4 separate regions of the Sus scrofa genome follow, and regions 1, 3 and 4 are each linked to region 2. Evidence: chromatin contacts called from public Hi-C and HiChIP or PLAC-seq data. All regions are on one chromosome and are shown on one strand. The core of a region is the stretch at or near the end of the contact, and the rest is flanking DNA. Distances in the headings are between cores, read along the strand shown. Region 1 overlaps LOC100520091 (a long non-coding RNA gene). Region 2 overlaps LOC110255736. Region 3 overlaps LOC100520091 (a long non-coding RNA gene). Region 4 overlaps LOC110255634 (a long non-coding RNA gene).

Region 1 (3,688 bases), core at 12-2,511, 280 kb before region 2:
AACACAAGTATTGTTGAAGAAAGGAGTTTAGACACACACACACACACACACACACACACACACACACACACACATTATGCCAATGCATCGCCCTTCTCAGATTCAGAAGCCACTGCTGGTGTTCTCCTTACTCCGAGTCTCGGGAGCACTGGCCTGTACAGCTGACATCAAAAACAGAATGGTTTCCTATTGGAAACGACAATCTATGAGCTGTTGCAGGACAAGCCCTGGGGTGGGGAGGCTCTGATCTTCTAGAACCTGCTGGTGGGCTGCTGCTGCAGGTACCCAGCCCTGGACCTGAGCCACGGAACAGACACTGAGGAGGGCAAAGACAGAGAGAACGAACCAACTGACCACGGAAGATAATGACCCCAGTGAAACCAAGTGCCTAAAGGGGACAGACGTCCATGTGGGAGAGGAGGAGAGGAGAGAGGGAGAGAGAGCAACAGAGAGACGTGGAGGAGGAGGAAGAGGAGGAGCAGGAGGGAGGAGGAAACAAGAGAACAGGAGCACGTGGGAGCTTCGAGTCAACAGTCGAGACCCAAATGAACGACATGGAAGATCAAGCTGAAGGACGCTATGAAGCCTGGAGCAAATATTCGAGCCTCACTCTCAGTAAGACAAAGAGCCTGGATAAAATCCCTTTAAGGTGAGACTGCACAAAGCATCGTGCTGGATCTGCTGGGCAGCTCCCCAGAACTCCAGCCCCTGTGGCCAATGCCAGGGGGAAGAGTTTGGGGTCTGGTGCGTTCTGGACCCAGATTCCCATGGTAGCATTTAGCCGCTAGATTATCCCGAGCCTGGGAGATGTTGACACCCCCCCCCCTTTCCCTGGGCCAGTGTCAGCCCCAGGCACTGTGCTGAGGTTGTGTAGAAAGGGGCAGGCTCCCCCTGGAGATCCCCACCCAGGGATCCCCGGGCAACACTCCTCCAAGGACTTTTCTTCTCTAGGAACTCGCTTCTGTCAGCCTCTCTTGTCTGTCCACTGGCTCCTAAGCCTTCCATCTGCAAGTTCAGTTTCTAAGTCAACAGGACCCCCAGACAGGCCTCCGGTCCCCTTGGGGGAACTGTCAGGATCTGTGTGTGTGTGTGTTGCAAGCAAGCTCATTGCATGGACCTGGCACAGGCGGGATCCAGCTCCCTTCCAGGGCCACGTGACCCTGGCAGCATTACTCACTTGGGTGCCCTCCAGCAGGGGCAGCTGGGGACACCTCCCTAGAGTGACTACAGCGTTTATCACGGGGATGACTCAGCCCGCCCGAGCCTCTCTCTCCCTGAAAAGGGAATCTGAGGCCAGGGCCGGGGTGAGAGTGTCCATTAGACCATCTATAGCCTCGGGAGCCCGGAAACTCCCCTCACCTGGGAAGCACGCAGGACGGACGGACGGGATGAGTAAAGCTCAGGTCAGTGGCTCAGAAACTCAGAGTGAAGCATGACTTTATTCTAGAAGCTTGGGTGACCGGTGGGGCTCAGGATCTGGAACCCTCAGGGAGATCCTACTCAGCCACCTGATGGCAATATTTTCATTGCACATTTCCATGCATTCCATCTAACTGATTTCACTCTCATCTTTATTTCGTCTTTGTCATTTCTAAGGCTTGTCAATAATTGATCCCTAAGTAGAGGAGTGACATAGCACAGTCATAGGGTGGGTTCCGCCTGGTTTCCTGGTCAAGGACAGGCTCTATTTCCTTTGTCTGAGCAGGCGATGTTGGTCTCTCCGCATCAGAGAGCTCTACCTGTCTAGCTGTGTCCATCCATCTTTCTGTCATCTATGAGACTGGTCTCACCTCCCCGTTGGCCTCCTCCCCAGGGCTAGCTTCCCCTCGTGGTCCTCGTCCCCAGGGCATCCAGCACGCTGATGAGCACGTGGCGGATACTGACTCCACTCTTGTTGCTTGCTTGTTTACAATCTTAAAGACCCAAGGGACAGGAGTTTCACAGCCTCGCCAGTTGCTAAATCCAAGATCTAAATTCACTCAGAGCTTTTGAGAACAAAAGTCTTCATGTTGCCTGCCATCTCTTACGCGATTGCAAAACCAACATCTGTGGCTTCATTGGTTAATTTCTCTCCACTGGCCTCTTGCTTAACTCTGAGATGTTCTGATGTTACTATGGATAATAGTTCCTGGAGGTTTATGATGAAAACAACTGTTATTTTTACGGTGTGTAATCACTTACAAAATGCCTCTGCAGGTATTTTTACTTAGTGCCTCGCACTCTGTGGTGTAAGTGCACCTTGCAGCCTTTGACTGCAGAGGCATAACCGGCTCGGGGGGCAGGTGCTGCTCTGAAGTCCAGGGCGCGTCTGTAGTGTGTCTGATGGTCCTTTTGGCCCCTTCCGGTGCCCCATCCTATTTTCTCCTACACGCATTGTCCCTAATAAATGTTCTTGCTCACTTGCGCCGTCTTCACACCTGCTTCTCAGAGGACCCAGCCTCTCCAGAGTGGCCACAGGGCCCCTTCTCTGGGTGGCCAGAGCATACCCTGGATTTCTCTCCATCAGAGGATGGAGTCAACTGCATCCTGCCTCCTGCCTGTTCCTGTCTGTCTCCCATCGGACCTGAATCACTAACCATAATGTAATAAGATGGATGCTGGAAGTGCTGGAGGAAGGGATTCATTGCACTGGGGAGCTGAGGGATGAGCCCCGGGAGAGCCAGAGGGCTTTGCAGTCGAGAGACCCTCAGCTGCGTCTTGAAGGATGGGTGGAATCCAGTAAAGACAATGGTGTCAGTACTGGATGCGGTGGAAACAAAATGAGGAAAGTGATGGTCTTTTGGAGCCTGAGAACTGTGCTAGTATGGCTGGACCGTCCCTGCAGAAGTGCAGCAGCTGTAATGGAAATGTCATGCTGAATGATTTTTTACTTTATGCTTCATGTAACGGTTCTCGGGCAACTTTTTTTTTTCTCCTTTTAGGGCCACACTCAAGGCATATGGAGGTTCCCGGGCTAGGGGTCAAGTAGGAGCTGCAGCTGCCAGCCTACATCCCAGCGACAGCAACTCAGGATCCGAGCCACGCCTGTGACCTGCACCACAGCTCACGGCAGCACCAGATCTTTAACCCACTGATGGAGGCCAGGGATAAAACCCGTATCCTCATGGTTCCTAGTCGGGTTCATTAAACACTGAGCCACAAAGAGACCTCCTCAAACAACTTTTTTAATTAAACTATAGTTGGAGTTCCCGTGTGGCACAGTGGAAATGAAATTGACTAGTGTCCAAAAGGATGCGGATTTGGTCCCTGGCCTTGCCCAATGGGTTAGGGATCCTACATCGCTATGAGCTGTGGTGTAGGTCACAGACTTTGCTTGGATCTCGAGTTGCTGTGGCTGTGGTGTAGGGTGTAGGCTGGCAGCTGCAGCTTCAATTCAATCCCTAGCCTGGGAACTTCCATATGCTGAAGGTGCAGCCCTACAAAGCAAAAAAAATTAATCAATTAATTAAACCATAGTTGATTTACAAATTTGTGTTACTTTCAGGTATACAGCAAAGTGATTCAGGTGTATATATATACACACACACATATATGGACACATTCTTCTGTTCATTTTTTATTAAACTATAGTTGATTTACAGGTTTGTGTTACTTGCAGGCATACACGAAGGGGTCCTTTCTGAATATATATATATATATATATATATATATATATATATATATATATATCTGAATCACACATATAGAG
Region 2 (3,548 bases), core at 978-3,477:
GATCTGAGCTTAAAATACAATCACACCGTTTTCAAGCTGCATGATGAGCGAGACAAGGTCATCCTTGAAGAGATGGCTAAGTCACGGCTAGTTACTGCTTCTGGGCAGAGTGGTAGTGAGTAACAAGTGAGATAAATGTATATAATGCACCTAAGACGCAGGGTGCCCTCTCCAATGTCAGGTCCCTGGCCCAGCCACCCTCCCTGAAACTGACAACCTAGAATGACCTGGGAGGGGACAGGCAAGGCTGGAAAACACACTTCACCTTCCAAAGCTTGATTGTCCTGCTCCAGGAGATGAGGTGCTCTTTGACTCTAAGGAGGGGGGGGATGGGAATTGAGGTCTGGGAGATGACCAGATGCCAGCAAGTTCAAGATCAGAGTTATTTCAAGAACCATTTGCATCCCAAAGGTTGGACCTCGGCGGGGAGCTGGAGATGATCCACCAGTTTGTCACATTGGCAGGAAGGGGAATGTCAAGCCCTAAAAAGTCACTGGCCCAGACAGCCCTAGTTTCAGAGCCCAGTGGTGAGGGCACTGGCCTGTCCTGACCACCTGGCCTTCCCCCTGACTGGGGGACAACGGGGACCGGCCCAGGCCGGAGGCTCACAGGCCACTTCCGTGTTGACAAATGTCTTAAACTGGCCATGAGGACAGCCACCCTGTGGCACCCAATGAGCCCATGCTGTTTATAACATGAGGTACGACTCTGGACAAAAATAAAGCCCTGATCTGCCTGGAGAACAGGTGTGTGTCTGCCTTTCCTTTGAAGCACCATTGATGACCCAACAAGAAGGCGCTGCATAGCCTTTAAGGAGCAGCTTCTAGACACTTTCTAATCCGAGACAAAGGAGCACCTCTGCTGCTCCCAGGGGGCTGCTGCATCTCCCACCCCCCTGCTCCATCAGAGGTGAGAGGTAATACACCCCCCCATCTCTACCATACCCCCCACCCCCGCCCAGAACTTGCCAGTGATTCATCTTCGTTTCCTAGGATGAAACAACCTTGCAGGTGCCCTGAACACTAACTGAGGAAGCTGGTGTCCCTAAGGTGCCACCCTGCCCTGCCCCTCCATCCAGGAGCCAGCAGTACCTGGAGGAAAACGGCGGAAGAGCAGAGAGTGGATGGTAAAAGTTTACAAAGCTCGGGAGGGACCAGGGCTGGGCTGACCCAAGCAAAACGAAAGGACTGGTGGGACTGGCGGGGCGCACCTCCATCCGAGGCCCCTCCTCTGGGCGGAACTCCCCCTCTGCCGTCTGGCCGCTGGATCTGCAATCCTCTGGGGTTCTGATTGGTGCGCATTCATTCAGAGATGTTCAGCCCCTCTGGCAAACACCCTGCCCTTTGCATCCATATTTTACAGGTGAGCGCAGAGCGCTAAGGCTTTGGTGGAAGGTCATTTCCAAGGTCAAAGGGCTAGCTCGTGGCAGAGCTGGAAAACAGGACTGTTGGGCCTGAAGCCACCCTTTTACCCCTGTACCTCCCTTTCTAAACCCACCTGGGAGGCACTTTGCAGTAGAGTCTACAGAGTGTGGAGAAGAGTGGCGAGAGGATTGTGAACTTGCCTGAGGGCCAGGAAATCCAAAAATCCCCTTGCAGTGGCGTTAGAGGCCGGGGCGGGGGGGGGGGGGGGGGGGGGGTGCCGGCGGAGGGTCTGGGGAGTAGTCTGGCCCCATCACCATGACAACATGCAACCCGACTTCCTCTCTTGGTGTGATCGTCACTCTGCTCACCCTCTAACAAGGACCCCGGCGAGGAAAGCCATCCCTATTCTAACTGGTGAAACACTGAGGCTCAGAGACGTGGCGAGGTGCGGGGAAGAGCCAACAGACGATGGGAACGGTCTTTGCAGGACAACTGCGCATTTATGAAACCGTCACGGCAGAAGAACATCCGTGCCAGATCCCGGGCCCATGGCTGGGCCCAGCTGCCTCCCATTCTCTCCTGAGGCCAGGCCTGCTGCGAGGTTTCATTACATTGCGTGTTTTTATCATTTGATATCTGTAGCCAGATGCCTGTAGGCAATAAATGCCCTTCTCCATCAGTTGAAGCAAAAAAATGTACCTGCCATGGCTGTATTTGCTTCACTGGGCCGCTGACTTATTTTAAGAACTAAATCTTGCCTGTTACTATATTTTTCACTCTGGGGTGCGTGTGCTCCAGGACCGACAGTGATAACTTACACCCAAGGCAGAGCTTCCTCTCGCGCGAGAACGTAGCGCCACCTAGTGTCCACTTGCTCCACCGCAACCAAAAGAAATAACAGCGGTAACCTTGACAAAGTTTGCGCTCTCAAGAACTTCTTACACGCATTTTTCTCTTCTCACATAACGGAGCTTGCCTGCAGCAGTATATTCGTCTTATTTTTAAGATAAATAAGTTAAGACACGAGGCTCCAGCAAGAAAGCTGAGTAAGTTTTCCACTTGCCAACCCGGGGGGAGGGGGGGGTCATACTTTCCAACTTGGGTGGCTGTCATTTATAAACGATGAGCTCATGAGAGACGAGGGCTCATGCAACGCCCAGGTGCCCAGAACACCACCGCGCAGGAAGGCAGCCCTCCCGCGGGACCTGATGCAATCGTCTTGGCTTTATTTAGCCTTTCGTACCAGCGTCTCTACGCTCTCGGGGCAGGCTTATCCTCACAGCACCCTTAAGGGGTATAGATCTCAGTGTGGGGGGTTTCCGTTGTGCTAACAAAACCAGTATCCATGAGAATGCAGGTTCAATCCCCGCCCTCCCTCCGTGGGTTAAGGATCCAGCTCCTGCGTGAGCTGTGGTGTAGGTCGCAGGGGGGAATCTCAGGGTTATTAGTATTTTGTTTTAGGGCCGCACCTGCGGCATAGGGAGGTTCCCAGGCTAGGGGTCAGATCAGAACTGCAGCTGCCTGCCTACACCCCACCACAGCAACGTGGGATCCTTAACCCACTGAGTGGGGCCAGGGATCAAACCCACATCCTTGCAGATACTCGTCGGGTTCGTTACCCCACGAGCCACAATGGGAACTCCATCAGCGTTATTAGATGCAGGTTCCCACAAGAACTCACTTCCTCTGCAGCAGTGAGGGTAGATGTGGGACTGCCCACAGCCCCCTAAACTCAGTGCCTCTTTGCCAGTGCAAGAACCAAATCCATCACCCCAACACCATCCAACAGTTCTGACCTTCAAGCTCCTAATTCTTTTCAGATATCCAGAGTAGGGTCTCTCCATCTTGGTACCACTGGGTTGAATGGGCTGGGGGGGCTCCGTCCTGTACACTAGGAATGGTCAGCAGCGAACCTGGTCTCTACCCACTAGGTGGCAGTAGCGTCCCTCTCCCCATGAAGACGATCGGAATAGCTCCAGGCCCCGCCAAATGTTCCCTGGGGGTCCAAACCCAGCACTGGTTGAGACCCACTCTTCTAGAAGGCAGGTACACAGAAATGTAAAAATAAAAATACTACTAGTGATAACAACTACTGCTCCTGCTACCATTTAAAAGGCACGAATCAGGAGTTCCACTGGGGCACAATGAGTTAAGATCTGACTACAGCGGCTCGGGTCACTGCAG
Region 3 (3,338 bases), core at 331-2,830, 300 kb before region 2:
CTTGACAGCTGTTCCACAGGACAGGGTAGAAGGCTGTGACGCCAGCTTCTATAAAGGGACGCCCTCACTAGGTAGTCCTGAATGGGGGCCCGTAGACCCTAAGCCCCGTGCCCTTCCCAGCCCTCCCCCCCACCCCACTTGTCTGGATCCCCCGACCTGAGCTTTCCCATCTGAATGAGAAGGACAGATCCATTTAGGACACCAGGCAGGAGGAAGCTCAGAGCCAGGCAGATGCCCTCATCAGCACAGCAATCACTCTTTCCCACCCTCTGTGTAACTAGGCTGCGGATCATTCCAGAACTCATCGATGTTCATTTTGAGCAGTAGAGGTGCAACGACAAACTGCCGTCCCAACCTTGGGATGACATCAGGTCTCTCACTCCTTGTGCCTTGTCCATGAACCAGTAGTCGTTGATTCCTTTGCTAGGGTCCTTTCTGTCCATAAATTTACATGCCTAGGTCATGTGTTATCTCAGGATGGACATATGTCACCCTTTCTAGCAAGAGGCATCTGAGCTATTAATAGTAGAACCAAATTCCTTCAGCCTTTGTAAACTCTGGGAGAAGATGCAATTGCATAACCTCGAGTCCCCTTATAAGAAGCCTGCTTGATGTCCCAAGTCCCAGAAAGGATAATCCCCACCAGGGCAGCTCAGGTGTCACTCTGCTCTTTCTCGGTTTCAGAAGGGATGACTGCAAATTGATGTCCTGCTCACTAAGGTCACTTAGAGTGAGCGTGAGGCCAAGAAGTGTAACCCTTCCTTGACCCCACTCCTTTGCCCTTGGAGGATGGGTAGTTATTGAATTGTCTTGAAAATACTACATCAGTCCACTGGAATTCGAAGAAAGCACGGTGGTTTAGAAGAATTAGTCCAGTGGGTCTGTGTTTGAATCCAGACTCTACTATATTGGGATACATGACTGAGTCTGGTTATCTAACCTCTCTGAGCCCGGGTCTCTGCATCCATTAAGCAGAATAACAACCATCTCATAGAGGTGTTGTTCAGACAAGTCCTATGTTTGCAGTGCCTGGCCCAGAGTAAGCTCTCAATACGACATGGCTATAATTAGGAGTGGAGTAAGCAGGGTTTATTTAGAGGTTCTTGGATGGTATGGGCAGAGATCAGTGAGGATGAGGATCGAGTTCTTCCCTGTGTGTTCTCTGGGGCACGGCCAGGGTGAGGACAGAGCTGCATATGGGCCATTAGATTGCTCCAGTGGTGGCACCTTCCTGGTAGTAGGAAGAGTTGGTACCGCAGTGGATGGTGAGAATTGTAGGCAACTGCTGTGCTGGAGAGCTGGGGCCTGGCCAGGTTTATGGGGCTCTTCCTGCACACCCCGCCTTGGTCAAAGTCCACCTCTTGCATATTCTTCCCTACAGGTGCAATACTGGTGGTGGACGCTGCTTGCAGTGTGACGGTAAGGTGCAAGCACACATGGTCCCATGTACTAGTGCCACCTGCTGTGGTGTTTCCCAGAGAAAAGAAGGGGGCAGCTCATGTCTGGGCACCTTGAGCCCTGGCTCCCCCTCCCTCCACCTGGAAAGAAGTGAAGAGCCATGTTTGGCCACTTGGCCTTACCTTTATTAATAGAAGCCTTGGTAACATCATCTGGGAGAAAAATAAAAGCCCTGGCAGAAGTGGGTATGTATTTTCAGATGACAGTTTATATTTAGACACTGGATTACGCCCCTTAGGAGACACGAAAGAAGAGGAAGCGAGACTGGGGCTGAGCATCTGGCCCGGACAAATGTCATCACTCAAAGAGATGGCGTTCAGCGCACGTGCACAGCAGAGTGGAGAAAAGTGGAAGACCCAGAGCTCGCCCGCCTCCGGCCCTCCGCACTGCCCGCGGTGCTGGGGGCACAGTCCCCAACATTAGGGCTGGACCAGCTGGGAGGGGGAGCCTGGCCACGGGGCACATTCATGGGCCAAAAACGTCCCTACTGGGCCAAGGAGTGACACGGACAAGGTGAAGTGAATGGATGGACACAGGGGCGTGAGGCCGAGCACGCCTCACCTCTGAGGTACACGTTGCCGTTTTGCTCCGAGGCCCTCTAAGGCCTCACGTCATCGTTTGAGGCAGAACTGGAGGCGGATGTGTTAACTTGGCACGCAGTTATCACCTGTCTGTGGAGGTGGTACAATCTGTTCTCGGATAATTTTTAAGTTAAAATTTTATTGTTGCTTCCTCTGAAGTCCATTAAGCACCATAAACACAAAAATGCTCCCCCCCCTTTTCTTCAGCTGCCTTCCTTGTGTTATCTCATTTTGTGCTCATAAGATCCATGTAAAAGTCGTTGAATAGCCCCAGACTTGTGAATATAAATGCTATTAATAGAATCATTGTAGACTTTTTTTTTTTAAATCCAGAGAAATGGTACTAAACATATTTTGAAAAACAGGAGTTCCCGTCCTGATGCAGCGGAAATGAATCCAACTAGGAACCATGAGGCTGTGGGTTCAATCCCTGGCCTTGCTGGGTGGGTTAAGGATCCGGTGTTGCTGTGAGCCGTGGTGTAGGCTGTAGATGCAGCTCGGATCTGGTATTGCTGTGGCTGTGGTATAGGCCGGCGGCTACAGCTCTGATTAGACCCCTAGCCTGGGAACCTCCCTATGCTGGGGGTGCGGCCCTGAAAAGACAAAAGACAAAAAAATAAATAAATCCACCCAGAGAAAACTACTTAATATTTTAGTGAACCTATTTCCATCATATTTCCATTCCTATTTTAAGTTGTTGAGCTGCTCTACATAAAATGCTGTGCCGTATTTTTTCAGCTAATCGTATACCATAAGTATTTACGATGCAAAAAAGTGGCTCAAATAGAAATAAGCTGGTAAGGGTTAGCTAGAGGCTGCCGTAAGCAGCTGAGAATGGTCCGAGTCAAGCTCATTTGTGCATTTTGGCATCACAGAGGCTCTTCCAAACACAGCAGGGGTGAAAAGATTAGTGCATCTGCTGGAAATTTGGGGTCAGTCATAAGCATGTAGTTAGGGAAAGTCATGTGAGGTTCAGCTTTACGCTCTGGAATCATGTCACCGTTTAAAGATGACATCAGGGCGTTCTGGGCTTATGCGCTCCTAACGACTTCCAGACCGAGTGCATTCCATGAATGGTCGGGAGGATGAAGCCTCTGGATGCTGCGGCCTGCAAAGCCCACCTGGGGCTGACTCACCCAGCTGGACTGCCTTTTTGCAGACATCGTGGTTCATCACAATATGGATATTATAACTGCAAAGGCCATAGATAGATACAGACAGACAGACAGACATAGATTCATAGATGGCGACATAGATACATAGAGACACCTGTCTATATCCATCTATCTCTATATCCGT
Region 4 (3,490 bases), core at 802-3,301, 500 kb before region 2:
TGAAAAAAACTCACTGAGCAAGAATGCGATGATCCAGAACCAGACCTTGAGTGAGTGCTTAACAGAAGTGGATAAGAGCAGTGACCATAAGGCACACTTAGGAAGTAGCATTTGAACCAAAAGCAAAAAGCAATAACACCACTTTGCATCTTTGTGCACTCTGAAATAGAGAAGGTGGATAGTGACAAAATCCAGGGACAGAATCTCCCAGTGCCCTATCCTTCTACTTCTACTCTTTATAATCACTCAGTTCCACATGGGTTGCTTCCTGATTACTTTTTGGATAACTCATCATGGCTGTGTCCCCAACACACAGTGGATTACTCTCTGCTCACGTATAGAGATCAAAATTATTTTCTTCTTGACTCTTCCGCTTGTTACCTGACTAAATTTAAGCGATGTTTGCTTTTCCACAAAGACAATAAAGACTATAAAGGTCAGTTGCCCAGGCTGCAGACTGTGAACATGTTCTGGATGTTAGAAGCCTTGCAGAAATGCAGAAATCGCTGACCTGTCTGTCCACGCAGGTTTTGCATTGACCAATGTGTGGTCATTCTGATTATATAATCATGTGCGGCACATGGGATGCACGTCTTTGGGTGAGGAGATTAAACCTTTGGTATCTTCTCCAGCTGAGCAGATCTTAAAACATACGCTTTGAATTGTCCCTTCTTTCTTGGTATTTTTCCAAGGTCCTACAAAGCGAGTTATACCCACTTATTTCCAGGAAACAAATTGAGGGAGAAATTACAGGGAGGGAAAGTAGTTGGTTTATTGTATATGTGGCTCTATTCTGCAAACCCATAAGGAGAAAGAGGAAGGGCATTTTATCTCTGGGACCGGAAAAGATGCAGGATTTGGAGAGGAAGGCCTGACTTACCTCAAAAACATGGTCTTTGATGGAATGGAGGGCTTCCAAAGGGGGTGATTTCAGGAGCCTTCAAAGAATTTCTTAGTCTACAAAACCTCCCCAAGCAGGCTTACTTTTTACAGAAATTTGTAGACTCTATAACAAAGACTTTGATTTTATAACTAGCAAGATTAATAATAATTACCTGCATTTTGGAAACTTCTCTTTCTTTTTTTTTTTTTTTTGCTTTTTAGGGGCAAACCCTCGGCACATGGAGATTCCCAGACTAGGGGTCAAATCGGAGCTACAGCTGCTGGCCTATATCACAGCCATGGCAATGCCAGATCCTTAACCCACTGAGCAAGGCCAGGAATTGAACCCACAACCTCATGGTTCTTAGTTGGATTTGTTTCTGCTGTGCCACCATGGAACTCTGAAATTTCACTTTCCATGGCATTTTGAAAGTCAAACATGGCAACAAGTACTGTAATAGTTTCTCTTTTTTGAACTTAGATTTTACTCAGTAGTAGCTTTTATGTTTTATAATGGCTTTTCTGTTTTATCACCACTCTGCATCTTTTCGCACTCTGATTATTTCCGCTTTAACAATCAGCACTTCAAAGGTCATGGGGAAAAATCAAAGTGGCTGCCTTTTTAAAGTGGCTTGGGGTTGGTTTTTTGGTTTGGGTTTTTTTGTTTGTTTGTTTGTTTCCTGTCTTCTATTTTTTATCTATTTTTTTGGGTTTTTTTGTTTGTTTGTTTTTTCCTGTCTTCTATTTTTTATGCCTTTTTAAAGTGGCTTGGAGTTGGTTTTTTGGTTTGGGTTTTTTTGGGTTTTTTTTTTTTTCCTGTCTTCTATTTTTTTATCCTACTTGCCACATCAGCTGGAGCCTGACTTTTCTAGAACTGAGGCTTCTGTGTTTATCACACAGCACAGGATGGAGTCTGTCCGACGTGCTGCTGACGGGTCCCCTCGTAGCCGTGTCAGAAAGCCAGCTTCTTATCCAAGGAAAGTTTAAAAACCGATATACATGTTGGAACACAAGAATCCTTCATCTCTGATTCTTTTCTTGTTGAAATTCGAGCAGGTTTCCCCAAGCAGATCATGGGCGGGCTGGCAAAACACATGAACAGCAAGGGGTAGATGTGCTCGTCCTCAGGATCATTCGTTTTGCTGATGAAAACGCAACTAAAAAGTCTGCAGCACCCCCCAGGGCCCCAAAAGACAGGAGGATTCACGTAATTGAAATGGCATGTGGCTTGGGTTTCACTTTCTCCCAGTGAGAACTTGGAAAGCCGAAGACCCGGCAGGGAGGAATCCATCGGTGGCCGGGCCGAAGCCTCGGACCCCGTCCCTCCCTTCCGTCACAGCTTTATTATTCCAGAGAAACCAGGAAGGGCCAGGTCCACCCCGGGAGTGGGGTCTTTGAGCTAGAGTAGACTGAGATAGTGGTTGGCTTTGAGAAAGTCTCAGTAAAGTCAACGGGCAGTTCCTGAGCAGAAACCGCCCCTTGGAGGAGCCCAGCCCAGAAACGCCCCCATTTCCAGGGCAGCCTGACTGTGCCAGGCGTTGGCTGCAAGCTGCTGGTGGGAAGCACGGCCTCTGCACCAGCCCCGCGGGGATGTGCAGGCACAGAGGCCCGTGGGTTGTCAGTGGTTATGCTCCTGATGCTCAGAACGGGAGTCCTGAGTAGCACACCATCAAGGGCCACCAGCGGGGGCTTAGCTGTGCATAAAGGGGACATGGAAGAATTATCCCACCCCCTTTTTTTTTTGCTTTCTAGGGCCGCAACCGTGTCATATGGAAGTTCCCAGCCTAGGGGTCGAAACGGAGCTGTAGCTGCCGGCCTACACCACAGCCACAGAAACACAGGATCCAAGCTGTGTCTGTGACCTACACCACAGCTCACGGCAACGCCGGATCCTCAACCCACTGAGCGAGGCCAGGGATCGAACCTGCATCCTCATGGATCCTAGTTGGGTGCGTTACCGCTGCGCCACAAAGGAAACTGCAGGGAAGAATTATTCTAATTTAAGAAATGAGTGTGAATGCACATGAATGAAGATAAGGAGATCAGAAAAGCCATAGAATTTATATTAAAAAAGAGGACAGTGTGTTCACAGCCATCATGTCTGAAAAGAACTAAAGCTTAAAAGAGCTCAGAGGGAGAAAGGGACACTTTTTCTTTAAGACTCACTTGAAGCATGAATAGAAATGAGAAAGCTGTAGCTTCTTTTCATGGAAAAGACAGAATGCACTAAAGTATTCATTGATGTGCCCCACCAAAATCTGTCGGCTGTCCCACCGTGCACAGAATTCAGCTAAGCACCAGGGATACCAATGAGAGAGAATTTCTCTTCCATTAACATGTCCAGGGCCATGGACCCTTTAGAGAATCTTACGAAGCCACCACCAAAGATGGCAAAGGGTTTGTGAGGGACGAAGTGGGGAGAAAGATGCTAAGTGGTCAAGGGATGAAGGAAGACAAGATAATCAGTAAATATTTGCCAGAAAATATTCACCAGAATCATGCAGTAAATATTCGCCAGAATCGTGCCTGCAAATCCATGGACCCCTCCACTCTCCAAAAGCAGGAGACCGAGGCACTTGCCTTCATTATCGTATAAACTCTAAATCTC

The links. A called contact is a pair of places that touch in the nucleus more often than the background predicts. HiChIP or PLAC-seq counts read pairs in DNA pulled down with a chosen protein or histone mark.
Region 1: an H3K27ac HiChIP or PLAC-seq map of skeletal muscle shows a contact between it and region 2, with 4 times the contacts expected there. The contact joins two enhancer-like sites. A contact is called at or near these places in 2 of 47 Hi-C or Micro-C datasets (embryonic fibroblasts and skeletal muscle) and 1 of 2 datasets of contacts at active chromatin or transcription factors (skeletal muscle).
Region 3: a contact with region 2 is called in a Hi-C map of skeletal muscle, with 14 times the contacts expected there. The contact joins two enhancer-like sites. A contact is called at or near these places in 4 of 47 Hi-C or Micro-C datasets (embryonic fibroblasts, psoas muscle and skeletal muscle) and 1 of 2 datasets of contacts at active chromatin or transcription factors (skeletal muscle).
Region 4: a contact with region 2 is called in a Hi-C map of heart right ventricle, with 1.9 times the contacts expected there. The contact joins two enhancer-like sites.

Annotation. Positions count from the first base shown.
Region 1 is chr10:11,024,485-11,028,172 of Sscrofa11.1, forward strand. The region is part of intron 2 of LOC100520091 (a long non-coding RNA gene); the gene reads right to left. It overlaps LOC110255581 (a long non-coding RNA gene), which reads left to right. Exons shown (of 2, transcript XR_002336123.1): 1 at 1-1,403. Among named protein-coding and RNA genes, the nearest start is that of DUSP10, 120 kb to the left of the region's middle. Within about 2 kb of position 1,262, at least 28 of the 83 cell types and tissues checked have an H3K27ac peak or open chromatin away from gene starts, as enhancers often do. A contact at or near this core is called in skeletal muscle, where this site is marked.
Region 2 is chr10:11,301,139-11,304,686 of Sscrofa11.1, forward strand. All of the region lies in intron 2 of LOC110255736, which reads right to left. Among named protein-coding and RNA genes, the nearest start is that of TRNAT-UGU, 10 kb to the right of the region's middle. Within about 2 kb of position 2,228, at least 27 of the 83 cell types and tissues checked have an H3K27ac peak or open chromatin away from gene starts, as enhancers often do. A contact at or near this core is called in skeletal muscle, where this site is marked.
Region 3 is chr10:11,003,216-11,006,553 of Sscrofa11.1, forward strand. The region is part of intron 3 of LOC100520091 (a long non-coding RNA gene); the gene reads right to left. Among named protein-coding and RNA genes, the nearest start is that of DUSP10, 99 kb to the left of the region's middle. Within about 2 kb of position 1,581, at least 5 of the 83 cell types and tissues checked have an H3K27ac peak or open chromatin away from gene starts, as enhancers often do. A contact at or near this core is called in skeletal muscle, where this site is marked.
Region 4 is chr10:10,805,335-10,808,824 of Sscrofa11.1, forward strand. The region is part of intron 3 of LOC110255634 (a long non-coding RNA gene); the gene reads left to right. Among named protein-coding and RNA genes, the nearest start is that of DUSP10, 99 kb to the right of the region's middle. Within about 2 kb of position 2,052, at least 6 of the 83 cell types and tissues checked have an H3K27ac peak or open chromatin away from gene starts, as enhancers often do.